Linked DNA regions of Sus scrofa: region 1 is linked to region 2. The links are chromatin contacts, called in public HiChIP or PLAC-seq maps. All regions are on one chromosome and are shown on one strand. Each heading gives the region's core, a stretch centred on a gene start, on an enhancer-like site or on the middle of the called end of the contact. The rest is flanking DNA. Distances are from core to core; before and after follow the strand shown.

Region 1 (2,700 bases), core at 107-2,606, 210 kb after region 2:
CTTTTCCAAATGTTTTAGACAGCAAATACATTTCTAAAAATAGGTGATAGATGCTAGGGCAGAGTTATGTCCAGAGTCCTGTGGGGACACAAAGAACCCAGACTGGAGGTGGGAGAAGGTGAGAGAAGGCTCTGGATGGGGACCAGCCTGGCCAAGTTCGTGATGTACATGGTCAGGCACATGCATGGAACAGAGAACCAGAGCTTCCTGCTCTCAGCCTTCTGGAGCTTTCCAGGTGGCGGCAGTGGAGTTGGCCCTTCATGATGTTAATAGCTCAGGTCATCCTGAGCTCTTTCTCCTCCCTCAGCCTCCCCGGTGCATCAGCTACTGAGAAATACTTCGCATCTGTCCACCTCTTCTCTAGCTCTGCTGCTGCTTGGTTCAGACCTCTCATTTCTTCCCTGGATAATGGAGAAACCTCTCCTAGTGGCTCTCCTGGCCCCTGTCTGTATGCCACCTCCTCCTACCCTAGTCTCTCCTGCACTTTGCTGAGATCTTCTAAAAAGGCAGGTTTGACCCCGCTGTCTTTCTTCAACTTGCCCCTTGATCCTTCACAGATTCTGGGATCTCACGCTCATAAAGCAGCCTGCCTGCCCACGCCACCCCCCTTCCTCCCACGACAACTCTTAGGCATTGTTATCTGGAATTTTTTTCTTACAGATGCCACTCTTCTTATCAAACAAAGGATGGATGATGATGTAGAGAAGGAAAAATCCCTGCTGGGGATTTAGTAGTTGATTGTCAGCCTGTTACTTTGCAAATAATCTAACTCGCTGCTCCTCTTTCTGAGAGTAAATGTCCGTATTCCATATTATTTGAGGTGAAATTTTCGAAATTAAGGCATTTCAAGGCAAATAGTCTTTTCTTCTTCTTCCTTTTTTTTTTTTTTTTTTTTTTTTTTTACTGCCCTTGGGGATGTTTCCTTTTATAAATATTCCTGATGGATGTTTCTAACAGTAGATTGGTCTCCACACAGAGGACTTAAGAATCTGGCATTAATTTGTGTACTTGTCTATTTCAAATCCGGATGCACTTTACCTTAATACAATACACACTGTTCTAAAAATGCTGCATTGACCAAACAGCCTTTATTTGCTTTGGCTAAACTTGGAGTTAATGGATGGACTTGATGTACCATAAGATAGAAATAACCCTGAGCGATAGACCTGAGAGATTCACTTTAGGACATACTACATACTATCCTCCCGTCTCTTCCACGATTTATATTTTTATGGTATTTTTCTATGATAGAGTAGTAATCAGTAATCCCTTTGAGTCAATAAGAGGCGATGGTTTCAGCTTGTTTATTTTCAGAAATGTTTGTACGGTACACGCATTGCAGAAGCGAATATACTGTCGTCTGGCTCCCTCTGGTGGACAGTTATATGAAAAAATCAAACTACATAAGAGTCTTGTGGGGAGGGCACAGCTTGTGAATAGTTCTGGTGTTTTAGTATTTGTGTTAAAGTAAATGAGAGCAACAGCACATGTGTAGCCATGCTAATACTGCTGCTATTTATCTTTTTATAAATAGTGACACTGCTGGGACCACAGTGAAAAAAAAAAAAATTAGAGGCTGACTCCACCCTGTAACTTTAAAACAGTGCCAAGTCAGGACAAGGCTCATACTAAAATTCAACAATGCGGTTAATTCATGAGCCCAAATATTACTCCACGGATTATTCTGGAGTCTTCCAGTAGCTGGACTCTTCACTCAATAATGCATATTTTCAGAAATTTAGCAAATGATTATTTTTATCCTGAATCAGTTTTTTTTTGTCTTTTTGCCATTTCTTGGGCTGCTCCCGCAGCATATGGAGATTCCCAGGCTAGGGGTCGAATCGGAGCTGTAGCCACCGGCCTACGCCAGAGCCACAGCAACGCAGGATCCCAGCCGCGTCTGCAACCTACACCACAGCTCACGGCAACGCTGGATCGTTAACCCACTAAGCAAGGGCAGGGATCGAACCCGCAACCTCATGGTTCCTAGTCGGATTCGTTAACCACTGCGCCACAAAGGGAACTCCTGAATCAGTTTATTTTGATAAATTTAGTATTTGTTCATACATCATCTCCTGAATTTACACACTCACTAAAGATGTGCTGTCTTTATTATGGAAATGAATTGATATCAGGTGTTATCTTGGTGGTGGTTTCTCGCTCTTCAACCAGGAAGAAGTTGCATGAAGGCTTCCAATTAAATTTCTTTTGTATATAATCATTGTATTTTATATGTTAATAAAAGTTTACATTTATTATGTCCATCAACAGAGGAATGGATAAAGAAGTGAAAAAATGATACAAATGAACTTATTTACAAAGCAGAAACATACTCACAGACTTTGAAAACAAATTTATGCTTTCCAACGGGGAAGGGTGGAGGGGAGAGGGAAGTACTGGGGGGGCTGGGACTGACACATGCACACTTTTGTGTATGGGATGGGTGATCCACAGGAACCTGCTGTGTAGCACAGAGAAATCTAGAGAGTGTTCTGTGACGACCTCTATGGGAACGGATGTGTGTGTATGTGTGGCTGAATCACCTTGCTGTGCAGCATAAATTAGCCCAACATGGTAAATCAACTCTACTGCGATGGGATTCTTTTTTAAAGTTCACATCTATTGAGTTAAGCATTTGTTGATGGGCGTTATCGCATTTACTTTTCCCAGTAACTCCGAGAGGCAGGTGAGTGGTTGTTA
Region 2 (2,700 bases), core at 12-2,511:
GAGGTAGAATTTATCAGAGTAATATTTGCTAAAATATCATTCTTATTGCAATAATAAGTCCTAGAGGGATTCAATCCTGAAGACAAATGCCGTTTCTTAATCCTTCCCAATAACTGCCTGGATTTCCGGTGGAACTGTGTGTGCCAAGAAAGGTTGTGCATCTGATGCTGATGGACCTTTTGCCCTCACAGTGTTATTATCCTAGGGCAGCTTGGAAGAAGGAAACATCGCTCAAGAGATGAGGGAGAGTCCCAAGTTTCTTTTACAGATGGGTGATCATTTTTGGTACCCTGAAGATGCTTTTATCCTCAGCTTCTTTGAAATGTCAGATCCCAGAGTGATTTCTTTTTTTTTTTTTTCTTTTCTTTGTAGGGCTGCACCTGTGGCATAGGGAAGTTCCTGGGATGGGGTCTAATTGGAGTTGCAGCTGCGACCTACACCACAGCCATAGCAACATGGATCCTAGCCAAATCTGTGAACTACTCTGCAGCTTGCAGCAACACTGGATCCTTAACCCACTGACTGAGGCCAAGGATCGAACCCAGATTCCTTGACACTTGCCGAGTCTCTGTTCATGTATTCCTTTCCCTCATTTGGTTTTCTAACTTCATCTGTTCTTCTATCCATCCATTCGCTCTTGGGTTCTTTGTAGTGAATCCTGACCATAAATGATTTTATGTCCTGTACTTAATTATTGGTAAACTGAGTGTGAGTTTGCAAAATATTTCTACAGCCTTGCACTGGGGGACTCTTCCAACTCAATAAATACCAGCAAAAGGACATTCTTACGTTAAAGTATGAATGTAGGAGTTCCCACTGTGGCTCAATGGGTTAAGAAACCAACATAGTATCCTTTGAGAATGTGGGTTGGATCTTTGGCCTCACTCAATGGGTTAAGGAAGTGGCGTTGCTGTGAGCTGTGGTGTAGGTCGGAGAAGTGGCTCAGATCTGGTGTTGCTGTAGTTGCTGGTGTTGTAGCCTGGCAGCTGTAGTTCCAATTTGACCCCTGGAAGGAACCTCCCTATGCCACAGGTGGGGCCCTAAAAAAAAAAAAAAAGGTATAGATGTAAATTGCTGAACTCTTTACCCTAGAGATGCAGCAAAAAGGTGCTTGCATAATGTCTGGCCTCTTTTGAAGCCCAAGAAATTGGCCCCGTCATTCTGCTCAGTCATGAGGCCAATGGGCCAGCCCTTCCTGAATGTCGCCTGACCTGAAGGGCATTGTGACTCAACGCTGGCTGACCTCGGCTCCTCCAGAGGTGATTCCCCGCTTAGGACAAAGCAGAGGGGGCAGGGCAGCTTCAAAGCCTCTCTTGGCCTGTGGAAAAGCACAGTCTGGAGTGGGGCCGCTGCCAAGTCCACCACATGAATGTTCATTTTGCTTGGCTCGTGGTCAAGCCGCAGCAGAAAACCAGGTTAAGAGTGAGTAGTAATGGGTTAGCCTGGCTCTTGGAGTTTGTCTGTAGACAGAGAGGGCTCGGGTCTGGACATCTTTAGGGGAGGCTGTGGGGTTGGTCATTGTGGGCTATTTTTCAGGGCAGTCTGGGACCAGGCAGGGATGCTTTATTGATTCCCATCTGGAATAGATCGAAGGGAAGAGTTTTAAACAGGCCCTTGATTCTTTCCTTTGTGCCATTGAAAGATCACTTAATTATCATTCAACTGCAGTGTCGCAGGCTGGCCGTCTCTCCTGTGGGCTCAGATGGATGGAAATTTGAGATGGCTGAAGAGGCCAGGATGGTATTATTAATTTTATTACTGATAGCGGTAGCCGCAGTGATAGTCGCAAAGAAACATAAAGCAGTTCGAAATGAAGGCTGCCGGGGAAGACGCTCCATCTAGAAATGTCCAAACCCACACAAGCTATGTATTTTCAGTTGCTGCAGCCCAGGTGGGTACTCAGCTGGCTTTGTTTTTTGCTACCTCTTTAAGGAAACCTGGCCTGGTATTAACTATGTGCTGCCCATTTTCTCATCTTCTCCCTCACTATGCAAATCTAAACTTATCCAGGGTAATAAAAACGTTCCTCCTAGAATCCGTGTGGTTTAAGAAGTAGTACCCGCGGCATAGCTGAGACAGGGTAATGAACATATAAAAACGGGTTTTGAGGCGTTCCCGTCGTGGCTCAGTGGTTAGCGAAACCGACTAGGAACCATGAGGATCCCTGGCCTCGCTTAGTGGGTTAAGGATCCGGTGTTGCCGTGAGCTGTGGTGTAGGTTGCAGACACGGCTCGGATCCCTTGCTGCTGTGGCTCTGGTGATGGCTGGCGGCTACAGCTCCGATTCGACCCCTAGCCTGGGAACCTCCATCTGCTGCGGGAATGGCCCAAGAAATGGCAAAAAGACAAAAAAAAAAAAAAAAAAAAGTGTTTTGAGTGAGAACCCTGTACTAACCCTTGTGCTAGGACAGTGAGGCCTGGAGAGGTCTATTCCAAGGGGGAGGGAGTTCGAAGCTCCCAGCGGTTGACTCTGGAGAATGACTGAGGACACACCCTTCATATGCTTGGAGGAAACAGTGAGGTCAAGAGGGAGTGAATCAATGCAAAGGAAGGAGCAGGAACGGAATGAGGGAGAGAAAAGTGGCTTCTCAATTTCCCGAGTGCCCAGGAAAGAGGAGTTTTTCCAGAGATTTTTGTTATTAGGTTTAAGTACAGAAAAACCAAAACTCAGCATAGACTTGGGGCCCAGATAGAAAGACTT

What was found. HiChIP or PLAC-seq counts read pairs in DNA pulled down with a chosen protein or histone mark.
Region 1: an H3K27ac HiChIP or PLAC-seq map of alveolar macrophages shows a contact between it and region 2. The contact joins two enhancer-like sites. A contact is called at or near these places in 1 of 47 Hi-C or Micro-C datasets (embryonic fibroblasts) and 1 of 2 datasets of contacts at active chromatin or transcription factors (alveolar macrophages).

What each region holds. Positions count from the first base shown.
Region 1 is chr4:111,987,530-111,990,229 of Sscrofa11.1, forward strand. The region is part of intron 2 of VAV3 (guanine nucleotide exchange factor VAV3); the gene reads left to right. Among named protein-coding and RNA genes, the nearest start is that of VAV3, 160 kb to the left of the region's middle. Within about 2 kb of position 1,357, at least 3 of the 83 cell types and tissues checked have an H3K27ac peak or open chromatin away from gene starts, as enhancers often do. A contact at or near this core is called in alveolar macrophages, where this site is marked.
Region 2 is chr4:111,781,525-111,784,224 of Sscrofa11.1, forward strand. The region is part of intron 3 of LOC106510207 (a long non-coding RNA gene); the gene reads left to right. Among named protein-coding and RNA genes, the nearest start is that of VAV3, 42 kb to the right of the region's middle. Within about 2 kb of position 1,262, at least 12 of the 83 cell types and tissues checked have an H3K27ac peak or open chromatin away from gene starts, as enhancers often do. A contact at or near this core is called in alveolar macrophages, where this site is marked.